Regions from separate parts of the Triticum aestivum genome. Here region 2 is linked to region 1. Evidence: chromatin contacts called from public Hi-C data. All regions are on one chromosome and are shown on one strand. Each heading gives the region's core, a stretch centred on a gene start, on an enhancer-like site or on the middle of the called end of the contact. The rest is flanking DNA. Distances are from core to core; before and after follow the strand shown.

Region 1 (6,689 bases), core at 1,903-4,402:
AGGTGAGCTCCCCCAGTATCTCTTGAGCCCCAGAAGGATTTGGTGTTCATCACTATATTGATATGTGGACTCTGGGTAAGATTTGGGTAGTAGTGAAATCAGTGCTGTGAGGAACAGCAAGAAGCTAACACAGTAATTGTTAGCCATGTCTGCTAAAACTTTTGGATTGAAAATCTCTTGCAAGCTTTGGGTGGAGAGGGGCAATGCATGGTGGACTCGCCTTTTGCAGTCTTCTCTTGACGTCTCCTGCTTACTGGTCAAGATGTCCTCCTCCACAAAAAACTAAAAAAGAGCTACCCATTATTTATCAACACTGGAACTATGTAATCGTCCTCCACATGTAATATCTCTCCCCGCCCTCCCTGTTATTAAGATATTATATGAAAGTCGAATTTATTCCACTCTCATTTGAGAGTGCGATACAAGGAGGTATTTTGTGTTTGGGAAAGTCCGAAGAAAAAATTATTTTGAATCTGCCTTTTCCTTCTTTCCCTTAAAAAAATAACTCAAGAAAAATCCAATTATTTACTCTACAAGAATTTTTTTATTTTGCTTTGCTTGGGAAAAATATCCAAGACAGTTAATCAGATATCTTGATGAATTTAGTTTCCTTTTCGACAACTTTCATTTGATTTATTTTATTTCTTATAAGCATTATGGTGATGGATAAGTCTGAGGCGTTTGGTTTGAGGAATTGGTCAGTGAATGGACGTAACCCACTTTGAGGAATTGAATGGGTTGCTCCATATCACCATCTCATCTTTCATAAAAGAATAAGTCTAATACTAAACAAGGGATTGGGTCATACAATGATGGACCAGCCCATCCTGTGATGAGCTAATTCGTCAAACAATCACACAATCAATACCCTCTGTGACCTGGCATTATAAGATACTCCCTCCGTTCACAATATAAGATGTTTTGAATATTTCAATATAGACTACATACAGACTGAAATGGGTGAATAAACACACTAAGACATGTCTATATACATCCGATTCACACAAAAGGTTAGAGCATCTTATGTTTGTGAACAGAGGGAGTATTTACTTGTCACGCTAGTGCATTTCGTTTTGTCTCCTAACAAAACAGTGTCTGGTATTTGAGTAACTGAGACCTCCGCTTCTTATAAGCCAGTGTAAGATAACACTAGACTTCTGGATCACCCCTACGGTGTCATTGCCTTGATATGGACATCAGAAGGTCATGTTGACGTTGACGCACTCTTCCTTAACCTGCGCAAAGAGCTCCGAGTTCAGATACCTCTCTGCACCACTGGAAAACATTGTCACAATCATCTTTCCCCTGTTCTCCTCTCTTGATGCAACCTGTCAGGAAGGGCATGAATCAGAGGACTGGATAAATAAGTGGATTTATATAGCCTTCACTGTACTATCTGCTAAAAAATAAAATCCTAGACTCTTGGGAAAAAAAGAGCTTGCCTTTAAGCAGGCAGCTGCATTTGCCCCTGAAGATATGCCAACAAGCAATCCTTCTTCCCTTGCCAATCTTCTAGCCATGTCCATAGCTTCTTGAGTAGTTACTGTTACAATTTCATCTATCTGGGATCTATCCAATATTTCTGGGACAAAACCAGGCCCTATTCCTAGGATGTTGTGGAAGGCTGGCTCGCCACCTACAGATCATAGGCAGGGAAGATCTTACTTATTTACAAGCAAAGAAAGGTAGCCAGGTTTATAACCAAACATGTATAGTAGGAATATCATTTATTCAATATATTTATCATAGTAGTAGTTTCTTGCCTGAAATCACTGGACTTTCAGCTGGTTCAACGCATATTAATTTTACAGATGGGTTCTTCGTCTTGAGATACCTCCCCACGCCTGTGATGGTGCCTCCTGAACCTGAAGCAGCTATAAATATGTCCACTTTGCCTGCTGTATCTTTCCATATCTCAGGTCCTAAGGACATTTAGTTCGATGCATTAGTGCTGAGGTTCAGTTTTTAGCCAGGAATCTTAAATAAAAATAAAGAGTAGAAATGTTGCATGGAAGTGTGATCCTGCAGAGGCCAACACCACATAGCAACATTTATTGCATATCATCCATCAATTTATTTCAACATCTTATAAGTTAGTCAGTCCGTAGTCTTCGACTGAGTTTTCCTTATAGTCAAACAATCTAAAGTTACTCAAACGCTACTGCTACTGCATCCAATTTAGTTCAAATATATTGTGTTACCACTTACCAGTCCATCTGAAGTGGGCATCGGGATTTGCAGGATTGGTGAATTGATCTAGAACATACACATCTTCCACATCCTTCTTCATCTGTTCTACCCTATCAAGTAAAGCTTTGAATCCATGCTGTACAGCATCTGCAGGAGACAAGCATGTTACCATCTGGCACGTGATATGAGGGGCATGGTACCTCAGCTCCTTACCAACTAATACCACTTCTACGCCAAGGTATCGCATCAGTATCTGCTTATCAAGCGAGAGTTTAGCAGGCATGAGGGCGATGAACTTGTATCCTTTCTGAGCAGCAATGAACGCCACGCCGATGCCAAGATTACCACTTGTGACCCCCAGCAGTGTTGTGATGCCAGGTGTGATCAAGCCTTTCTCCTCTGCATCTTCAATCAATCTGCAAATTTGTTCATCCATTCATATTGCTGTCGAGACTCATGACGTTACGTATGGTAGATTTGAGGTGAAGAATTTCTTCCTGGGAAGGAAAGTAAAAAAGAGCAGCCACCTGAGAGCACTCCGATCCTTCACAGAGGAAAGGGGCTGGTACGGCTCAATCTTCCCAATCAGCCGAGCACCTATGCTGTCTTTCTCAGTGATGTTTCTCAGTTCTATCAGTGGTGTCCAACCAATGAGCTGGAAGGCATAGAATTTACTTGCAGATTAAAGATAACAAGCTTTGTACAGTGAAGGAATAATGACTATATACAGAGAAAGTAGGCACCTGTGTGATGTTGGTGGCAATGCACTCCCCCTGCGAGGACAGCAGAGATGGTATCCCTTTCCTTCCTTCCTGTGGCTCCATTTCTCTGGTACTAACTCTGCAACAAATAAAACTACTAGAACTTAACAAGCTCGAATGTCTTGGACAAATGGATGAACAGAAGTATGAGGTACTCCAGCGTTCAATGATGTTATATAGCTGAGAAGTCCCATTCTGATGGTATACTACATGGATAAATTAATACTAAATTTGGAGGTTTCAGGGAAGTTTCCCTGAAACTTCCATCCAGATTTTTTTTAATTGAAGTCTGTTGACATATGACACTACATCAGTGTGCAGCATACCAATCAGATATCAAATTCAGAAACCACCGATTGGTTGGAAGCCTAGAACTTGGAACACAAGTTTCCCTGCATGCCAAGAAACCTCCTATGGGTTGGAAGCCTGGAACTTGGACCCCAAGTTTCCCTGCTTATAGAACAAGACAATCAACCATTATGCAGAGGGTAAGCAAATAATTTTAGAACACCGATAACGCCCACACGTGTGAGCGTTAAGGGATCTGGCCACACGTTTTTTATGGTGTCTAAGAGAATCAGCCCACACGTCTACGTGTGGGCAAAACAAGTAATGCCCACACGCCTCTTTTTTTGTCTCGCGGTCCCTCCCACACGCTTCCGTGTGGGCAAAATCGAAAAGGCCCACACGCCCGTACTCATGGTCCCGCATGCTTCACGTAACAGTCATCATGCGTCCTCGCAGTTGCCATGGTCCGGACCCTCTTCCATGTTCGTTTAACTGCAGTTGTCATGTTGCTGAGCTATAGTTGCCATGTCTGACAACTACAGTTGTCATGGTTGCTCAACTGCAGTTGCCATCTCAGGTCAAGTGCTGGATGCCATTTTTGGACAATTGCAGTTGTTGCCATGTATTGTCTGGTCTACTACAGTTGCTATGATTTGAAAAACTTTAGGGGTTGCCACCTACTAGCACTAGGCAGTTGCCATGTAGTACTATAAAAAAGGCATGTAAAAAAACATGTTCGGGTAAAGAGGGAGTTGCCATCTGCTTACAAGCAACTAGGGCAGTTGCCATGTACCCTGCAGAACACATGGCAACTCGAAGTAAAAAGTGAGAGTTGTCATCTGCTTACAAGCACGCTAGGACAGTTGCCATACACGCTGCAACACACATGGCAACTGACAGCTTTGGGTGTGGGAGAAGAGACGGGCGTGTGGGCGAACTGATAAACGCCCACACACCAGCCCTTTTGCATGCGTGAAAACTGGCTTGTGGGCGAACTGCTAAACGCCCACACCTCAGCCGCTCCGCATGGTGAAACGGGCATGTGGGTGACCGGATGAATGCCCACACACCAGCCCAGTCCTACCTGGCATAAAAAACCTGCTAGAACGCACCAGGATTCGTGCAGAAATGGTTGGACGAGGATCCATGCATGTAGGCGAGTTGCCAGAGGGCGTTAGTATTTCCGTAATTTTAATCTGAGCTGAACCATCGACCATCCTGCTGTATATATATGTTATTAAATACTCAAGGCAGTGATGGATTATTTCGCAATTTAGCAGGTCACAAAGTGCCAAATGTAGCCGTTGTTAGACTCTTGGTCTGTGACTTCGCTGCAAGTTGAGACGACTGGTTACGTATTCATGAACTGAAGATGCTGGGGTAATCAACACAGATTTGGCAAGCTTCCCTGCTCTCTTAAAAGATAATTAGTTAAGGTGTGTGCTATAAAACAACTCGCAGTTGTTTTGTTCATGGCCTTGCTATCAAACCTCCACTGTTTTAGTCAGTGTCTTTAAGAAACGTTTGTTTCTCACGTTCATGGTGTATCGTAGGAAATAAAACATTCATCAGAGCTTTTCTGTCTTTCATCTACATTGTTGTGCTTACAAGGAGGCTGATGCCTGGATTCTACATACGTACTGCACATAAAGTTATAATTTCTAGTAAATATAAAAAATCAAAGATAACCAACCATTGTAGTCAATTAAATCATTTGAATCTGTTTACCAAAGTATCATAAAAGTGACAATTGCATCGTGAGATCGTAGCCTAAAAAAAGCATTGTGAGATCTTAAGCATTTTTTTACCGAGTGGGCGACTACTCCTGTGTCACTTAATGCATGTGGCACCCAAGCTCGATGATGTGCCTTGACCTCGCGCCAACATAGATCAAGTAATTTGGTGGGCTCACCAAGCCACCCGCCAGCTAGTTGGGAGCACCAACCGGTCTAGCAGACCCACAACGCGCACCACATGTGCACGTTCTATACTCTGTCGCCGTCATCTTCCGCCGTTACATCTTCAGGAGTGACCCATGCACTAACCTTGCTAAACTCTTCTGCTGTCGGTGCTACCATGATGCCAGACAGTGCCATCCTCCTGCGCGCGCCCATCAACACACATCCAACACCAAGACCCCATTGTGCTATGTCGCCGAGACCGCCTGCCATCAATGTTGAAGATGCAACACCGCTCCACCTATTGTTCCCTCCAGCCAACACCTGCTCCAAAACGATGCCCCCAAGAGGAAGCACCGTACCGAAGATGTCGTCATCATCCGATCTGGGAGACCCATATCTAAGGTTTTCTCCGGAACATCCCGAACGTGGTGACGCAACATGCAACGATGATGCTTTAACAAGGAAACCACGTCGGAGACGTCGCCATCGTCTGCCATGACCTAAGTCGGCACGGTTTTCACTAGAAGTCGCTGCACTCCGATCTCATCGCTGACTGGATCCGCACGCAACCTCTTGCCATGTAGATGTACGCCTCCAAGCGCCCCACATCAGTCCCATCACTTGTCGCCGGCCGGCCGAAGCCACGCCGCGACGGATCTTACAGGGACGCCGGATCCATGGCCGCCGCCGCCGCCCATCACACAGCAGGGAAGCCCACCGGATCTCCCAGCCAGCCATGGGGTCGCCGGCTACCACCGCACAAGGCCACCCCGCCCGAGCCACCCCAGCCGCCTCATGGGGAGCCGCCGCAACCCTCCTGCCCTAGCACCTTTCACGCCGGGTGCCGCCGCCACCGCGGCCAACGCCGGCGGCAGGAACCTGCCGGAGAAGAGGGCTGGCGGCGCTAGGGTTTGACGCCCCTGGCGTCGCCCTGGGGTGGCGACGCCGGGGGTACATACGTGATAATTAGAAGTATGTCATTATGATTTCCTGTGGCACCCAAGTAACTGGAATAATTAAGCCAAGGAAAATTCAAAGACAAAAGGGGTACTTTATCATGGCATGGGAGACCTGAGATGATCACCTGGCATGATAAGTACTGGTTTGGCAAGAAAAAGGGCTCTTTCCAGATTCAGACAGAGAAATGGTGGGACAACTTCAGGACACTTATTCACGAGGAGTCTGCAGCCTGTTCATTATTCAGTAGATTCTACACTATCTAGGAGACCAGGAAACTTTAGATTTGTGTTCACTTTTCACTTTCGAATCCATTTAGGACATACTCGCCCATTAGGTTCTTATTCGAAGTCACATCGACAACAAAAGTCTTTTCAAACATCAACAACAAATAATTGTAAGGTAACTGTACCACAGTTTCCTTTGTCCATCCAAATTGTGAAATCACTGATCTGGTAGCCTTAGACCTCTTATAGGGAATGAATGATTTGCGTGCGGATTTTGGAGGGCTTTTTATGTCTCCTGTGAAATTATTATGTTCCAAACAGGCCATCAGGCCTCGGTCCTTGGCATCCACACGAAGTTGTACGTG
Region 2 (7,143 bases), core at 1,948-4,447, 220 kb after region 1:
GTGTTGCATGCGGCTATTTAACGTCTGCACTCTATGTATGCGGCTATTTGATCATGCGGACTTAAAAAAAAAGAGGAAGGCCGGATGCCCGGATGTATACGACCACAGTTGGATGGCAGCCTCCCGCATCCATGTCAGCAGACGGATGTGGGGAAAAAATTGCAGGTTACCGTTGAAGATGCCACCATCAGGTTTAATTTACCCCTGAGTTTCCTTTGTATCCTTCTCTCTAACAACTAACAACTACGAGTTTTAATAAGAGCATATGAGGCACTGGAGAAGAGATAAAAACAAAAGAGTAATAAGCGCCGGCGCACCGGCCCAAATTTGGGCCGGTCACAGCCCAGGCGTTGGATGCGTCCACGTACAGCCATCAAATCTAGGCTTCTCGTATCATTTTCTCTCGAAAAACAAATCTGGTCACGCCAGCAGAGAACAGGAGCAGCGGCGCCGCAGGCACTCGCCCTGGATGACCACCTCCCACGCCACCGCTTCACCGCTGGCCGCCGGCGGCCACCACCACTTCGCCGCCGATCGCCCTCGCCGGTGGTCGGTGCCTCCCATGTGTTTCTTGTCGCCTTCGCGCATGCAACATTGAGTGCTTGCAGGTTGCAGTCAAAAATTGCCATGGTTGCAGCTCTGGCTAACGACGGGGTGCAGCTCCGATGGCGGCGATCGCCGGCCGTAACACCCCATGGACGAGCAGTGTACCTCCTCTTCAGTTGCTGGTCGCAGGAAAACCGCCAGCCGGTCGTAGCAAACGCCGACAACAGTTGCAGCAAAAAAACGAGATCGTCGTTCGCCGCCGCTGACCGTCGTAGCAACTCGGCTCGCCGGTTCCAGCAAATTTGAGACATGGTTCCAGCTCGTTGTGCCAGTTGTAGCAAAACATGACATTGGATGTAGCAAGACACGACGTTGATTGTAGCAAAATCTGCGACGACATTTTGCATGATGAAGAAAAACGTGATGCCGGTTGTAGCAGTGCGGGGCGGCTGGTCGTAGAAAAACACGACGTTGGATGTAGCAAGTTGTGCGATCGATTGTAGCAAAAACACCGAGATGTCATTTGTGCGATGAAGCAAAATGCAGTGCCAATTGTAGCAATGCGCGGAGCTGGTTGTAGCACTTTGCGACGTGGTTGTAGCATGTAGCTCTGTCGAAGGTCGGTTCCAGCAAATCTCGCACGCATCCCCATCGCCACGTGCCCGTTGAAGCTTTTTCTTGCGTCGGTTGAAACTTTTTCCCATGCTGATTGAAGCTTTTTACCACCATTGACGCTCGTTGCACAGGGTTGTGCTCGTTGCACATGGTTCCATGAACTAGGGCCACCAGTCATCATCATAAAAAATGGATGTAGCAAAAAAAAACTCGCGCAAAAAGACACCAAGTTGCAGCAAAAAATTGTGGTCGTCGCCGTCCCAAGTCGCACCTCTTCCATGAATTGATCTAACAAATTTTCTCATCGCTCGTAGCAAAATCCGATTACATTTGCAGCAAAAATCGTTTTCCCCGTCGTCGCGGGTCGTAGCTCCACCATGAGTCGATGCAGCAAAAAATATCATTAGTTCCAACATGCAATCATTGTGGTCGTAGTATGCAGCAGCACGTGATGACCCAACAAAGGGTAACGCTGAAGATAAGAAGAAATCTGAACGAGGAAAGCTGGACGAGCGGCCGTGGTGGGCCAAGGCCACGTGATGGGCTAATAACCACATGACGGGCTAATAAAAAAACAACAACGCAAACATGGATCGCCCGATTCTTTTTGGGGTTGGTCGCTGTGATCGAGCGGCGCACACAGGACCGGCCTAAGCTTCAGCCGGTGCGCCGTTGCTAAACGATTCCCAAAACAAAAACTGGATACACCAACAACACACACAACATATCTTTTTTTTTTACCATATTATAAAGAAAGGATTGTTTCTCCAGTTTTTTTCGTTCATGATGGGACACACATAATTTTCGTACGTCCCAGGCTTCGTACGTCGCAGACCTTTCCTGGTGTGGGAGTTTTCTCGTTCTCCTGATTCGTTTCTGTCAAAAGAAAAAACACAGGACGCACAGCGCCGCAATGGGCCGGCCCATTAGCGTACAAACAACTTCGCCAGTAAAAGAACTTTCAAAAAAAATACCGCTACACAAGGAATCGTAACCAACCGCTCATACTAGAGCACTCAAATATTAACCATTAGACTATACAAGACTAGGTGTTTAATTAGCACCATGAAATTTTCAATTAAGTACATAGTCGCGCCAGATACAGAGAGGAATTTTTTTAAGTGAATATATTTAAGAACGTGAAAACTTTGCAAAGTTGTTAATAAAAATTTTAAGGCCAAACATTTTTTTAAAGAACAATATTTGTCTTTTACTTTTTTTTAAACCTGAGTATTTTTTAAAACACAAACAATTTATTAAAACTAGAAGGTACTGTTGTGATTATTTCATGAATTTGCAAACATTTTAGAAACACAAATATTTTTTAACTTTAAATTTGAAAAGGTAAACATTTTTGTAAACATGTTTTTTCTAAACTGGGAGGTACTGTAGCTAAATTGTTTTAATCTATACCTATATTAATAAAACTTGGCGAATATTTGAAATATGCCCACATGATGCTTTGTTTTACTTTATTTTATTAGACTAGGGATATGGAAGGAATACTTTTCTTTATCGTGTCTTCACGTACAACCAGTCTTACTCGGCCAGTGACTCCCGTCAAAATGCATGAGGAGTCCAACTAAGGTTTCATGGTCTATCTGACACAAACTACTCAATTTATACGATGACACAAACATATATTATGTGCAATGTTTTTTCCTATTATATTAGCCAGATGATAAAAAAAAACTATGTTCAACTCTCTTGATCTTCATCGGGCACGAAGGCAGCTCAACAATCCAGCTATTAGACCTTGCCAACCTTGGTTAGTGACAATTGGTATTACGACCACCGGCGACGAGGACAGCAAAGACGACAAGCGAAAACATGTGTCTGGTGTTATATTGAAATGAAGGATATGGACCTGAGGAAGAGGTATTAGTCATGTTTATCCTATTATGGGCATGAGGATGAGGTTTTTAGCCATGCTCAATGATAAAGACATGTAGGGGCCGTTTTCTCCCGTTGCAATGCACCGTCCAGCCGAGACCAAAACCAACACGTCGTCGACGCAATTCAAAGGCACCGCACAATTCGAGACTGCACAACGCTGCGAAACCTGGCAGAGAGCCGGAGACACCCCTGCTGCCACAGACATCATGATTTATTTGCGGGGAGCCACAGACAACATCTGACCAAGACGACACTGAAGACAGCAACGCCGACGACGAACGCCGCTTTATAAACTGGCAGGCACGAGCAACACGAGCCAATGCAGAGACCAGACCCAGACCGAACACTGATAGGCAGCCACACAGCTCCTAGCTCCTTCTTCCTCCATCTCCATGGAAGGCACCAACTGCTCCATTGCTCTGGAAACCGCAGGCCATGCCGCGGCACTCGGCACAAGCGCGCCCGCACTGCTCCTCCTGTCTTGTGTGGCCGTGATCGGCGCGTTTCTGGTCTACTTCTACGCGCCATTCTGGGCCCTCAGGAGGGTCCCGGGGCCTCCAACCAGGTTTCCTCTCGGCCATCTCCATCTCCTCGCCAACCACGGACCAGACGTCTTCCGTGCCATCGCCAAGGAGCACGGCCCCATCTTCAGGTAGTAGTAATGTTATATCCATCATCATCATCATCTTCTTCTTCTTCTTCAGGTGCCATGTAATGGCGTTCCAAAACATGGACGTGATGCTCGATCGGTGCAGGTTTCACATGGGGAGGCAGCCGCTGGTGATCGTGGCCAACGCGGAGCTGTGCAAGGAGGTGGGCATCAAGAAGTTCAAGGACATCCGCAACCGGAGCACCCCGCCGCCGACGGTGGGGTCGCTGCACCAGGACGCGCTCTTCCTCACCAGGGACTCCACCTGGTCCTCCATGAGGAACACGGTGGTCCCGCTCTACCAGCCGGCCCGGCTCGCCGGCCTCGTCCCGACGATGCAGCCCTACGTTGACGCGCTGGTGGACAGCGTCGCCGCCTGCCCGGACCAGGACTGCGTCCCCTTCTGCCAGCTCTCGCTGCGCATGGCCATCGACATCATCGGCAGGACGGCCTTCGGCATCGACTTCGGCCTCTGCAAGAAGGTCGCCGCGGCGGACGGCGGCGAGGACGTGAGGGGGTTCCTGGAGGAGTACAAGAGGTCCATGGAGTTCATCAAGATGGACCTGTCCAGCTCGCTGTCCACCATCCTCGGGCTCTTCCTCCCGTGCGTCCAGACGCCGTGCAAGCGACTACTGCGGCGGGTGCCCGGCACGGCGGACTACAAGATGGAGGAGAACGAGCGGCTGCTGTGCCGCCGCATCGACGCCATCATCGCCGGCCGGCGCAGGGACCGCGAGAACAGCGCCTCCCCGCCGGGCGCCGCGCTGGACTTCATCGCGGCGCTGCTGGACGCGAGGGAGAGCGGCGCCAGGGGCCTGGCGCTGGAGGACAGGCACGTGCGCGCGCTGGCGTACGAGCACCTCATCGCCGGGACCAAGACGACGGCGTTCACGGTGTCGTCGGTGCTGTACCTGGTGTCGTGCCACCCGCGCGTGGAGGAGAGGCTGCTGGCGGAGGTGAACGCGTTCGGCGGCGCGGCCACGGACGCCGACGACCTCCAGGGCAGGTTCCCGTACCTGGACCTGGTGATCAAGGAGGCCATGAGGTTCCACCTGGTGTCGCCGCTGATCGCCAGGGAGACCTCCGAGGAGGTGGAGATCGCTGGGTACCGCCTCCCGAAGGGCACGTACGTGTGGCTGGCGCCGGGGGTGCTGGCCCGCGACGCGCGGCAGTTCCCGGAGCCGGAGGAGTTCCGGCCGGAGCGGTTCGCGCCGGAGGGGGAGGAGGAGCGAGGGCGGCACCCTTACGCGCACATCCCCTTCGGCATCGGGCCGAGGGCGTGCGTGGGGCACAGGTTCGCGCTGCAGCAGGTGAAGCTCGCCGTGGTGCACCTGTACCGACGGTACGTCTTCCGCCACTCGCCGGCCATGGAGTCGCCCATCCAGTTCGACTTCGACCTCGTCCTCGGCTTCCGCCACGGCGTCAAGCTGAGAGCCATGAGGAGGACGAGGAGGGACTGATCGCCAGGCCCTTCCACGTGAATCATTATCCCCAACCACAAGCATGCGCATGATACGACGGCTTACGTGGCGAGGTGTGTGTGTGTGTGAGCTGAGTTTACATCATGTATAGCTAGCTAGGTGGCCAGAGGCGGGATATGTCGGCGTGATTAAGCTGCTAATATTCTGATTAACTAGCTACAAGTTGTTTAAGAAACGGTAATCTGAGATGTGCGGCTAGCTCTTTTGTGCTCAATAAGAAACCAACGCTGAAGGGATCAACTTGGAACTATCAGTCCGATCAACTTGGAAACAGGCAATCCCATCAATTTTTCGATATTGGAAGTTGTAAATGTGCTGCGGAAATTGATTTGCACGTAATCGTACTATTACCAGATCAATTGATTTGCAGAAGTGTTATCAGATGCGAGCATGGATTTGGACAATTTTAGACAAATGAAACTAACACCTTGATCTGCAAGAATACAGTAATAAGATGGATCAACACTGGCACTGTAGGAATGTTGATCACTTGATTTCTTGCTTCACTTAACAGTTACTCCTCCTTCTGTTCGAAAATGCAAGCAATTCTAGTAGTTTTGTCCAACTTCTTCTCAGTTTGACCGAGTCTGTCAAAAAAATGTACTGCCAAAATCCTTTTTTTTTCCTATAAACTTGGTCAAAGTGACTAAACTAGAACCACTTACTTTCGGATCAGAAGGAACATTAACAGTTATCATGTTCCTTTAACCTTGGCTGGACAGATGATATTTACGAGTAGGCTTGGGTACTTAGATATTTCACTAAAGCTATATATGCTTCAGGTGCTGGATGTTCTCCTTTCATTTTGACTGCGCCTGCCGAAAGAAAAAAGAGTGCTCTTTCTGGCAAAATAAGGCAGCGGATTATCGATGCCGAAATGTCGCACGAGAAGGAAGAGAATAGAATCACTTTCATAGAACATAACTTCACAATGTTTACAGATAGGGTTCAGGAATGCCAGTTACATACATACATACAAGCCCTACAGCTGCACCTTCCTGGTTTTCATAGTTTACAAGTGTGTGATCCTGGAACAACAACCTACTTTTGCACACCAAAAACTATATATGGAAGAACCAATGCTAACTTGCCATGCAAAACATGAAACTAATTCAAGAACTCTTAATGTAACAAATGAATGCTCTGTTGCTAAAACAGGCGTGTGGAAATGCACGCTTGTGCCTGGTAAAGAAGGAAATCATGGATTAGAAAATAGCAAGCACTCGAATACCTCGGTGCAAAAGCAAATGAATAAGAACCGATAAGGTACTTCAACTGATATACCTGAAATGTGCTTGGCAAGGCAGTAGATGGGGCCAACAGATCATTGAAGATATATATCCGCAGCAAATGTCTAACCAAGCGTTCAAAGGTCCTGAATACCATCTACTGCTAAACATTCAAGCTCATTGATTATTAAAAGTAACAATGAAATAAAGCATATGAAGACCGATACCGAGCACCATGTACCTTCAAGGAACTACCGGAGCTCGTCATGAGACCCATAATCATCTTCTGTGAATAAAGCACTGTAAAATACATAGGGGTTCTCAATCATCTCATTCAAACTCAGTTGTCCGTCTTTGTTTGTGTCAGCCTACATTCAGAAGGTCTATCAGATAACAAATCAGCAGGTAATTTTTTGAGAAACATACTGCAGAATTACTCATTCAACTTGATTGGAGTTGACAGAATGTATCGAAGCAAAGGTTGCTAGAAGATCATGGTACATGGGTTACAAAATCTAGAGGACAATTCTGACAGCATTAAATAGAAAGGCAAGCCAAAATATCCTAGAAACAGAATGAGATGCTGTCATCTCGTTACCTGTGATATCACATAGTCAGCTTGTTGCTTGGCATAGAAGTTTTCTGCTGGATGGAGTTTTCCGATGATAGGTTTTAGCTCGTCTGCTCACAAAAGCCTACAGAAAGGAGGAGGCCTCCAAACTCAGAC

What was found. Hi-C and Micro-C count contacts between places; a contact is called where the count stands out from the background.
Region 2: a Hi-C map of leaf shows a contact between it and region 1, with 6 times the contacts expected there. The contact joins the promoter of LOC123137026 here to the promoter of LOC123137025 in region 1. A contact is called at or near these places in 3 of 5 Hi-C or Micro-C datasets (all in leaf) and 1 of 1 datasets of contacts at active chromatin or transcription factors (leaf).

Annotation. Positions count from the first base shown.
Region 1 is chr6B:304,951,239-304,957,927 of IWGSC CS RefSeq v2.1, forward strand. It overlaps LOC123137025 (cysteine synthase), which reads right to left and starts at 3,153. Exons shown (of 7, transcript XM_044556559.1): 1 at 2,934-3,153; 2 at 2,718-2,845; 3 at 2,404-2,606; 4 at 2,209-2,337; 5 at 1,764-1,922; 6 at 1,443-1,636; 7 at 767-1,328. The coding sequence starts at 3,014. The coding sequence ends at 1,197. It also overlaps the pseudogene LOC123137024.
Region 2 is chr6B:305,170,143-305,177,285 of IWGSC CS RefSeq v2.1, forward strand. It overlaps LOC123137026 (cytochrome P450 711A1), which reads left to right and starts at 3,198. Exons shown (of 2, transcript XM_044556560.1): 1 at 3,198-3,709; 2 at 3,813-5,450. The coding sequence starts at 3,450. The coding sequence ends at 5,166. It overlaps LOC123137027 (reticulocalbin-2), which reads right to left. Exons shown (of 8, transcript XM_044556561.1): 5 at 7,015-7,111; 6 at 6,658-6,784; 7 at 6,472-6,576; 8 at 6,080-6,369. The coding sequence ends at 7,102.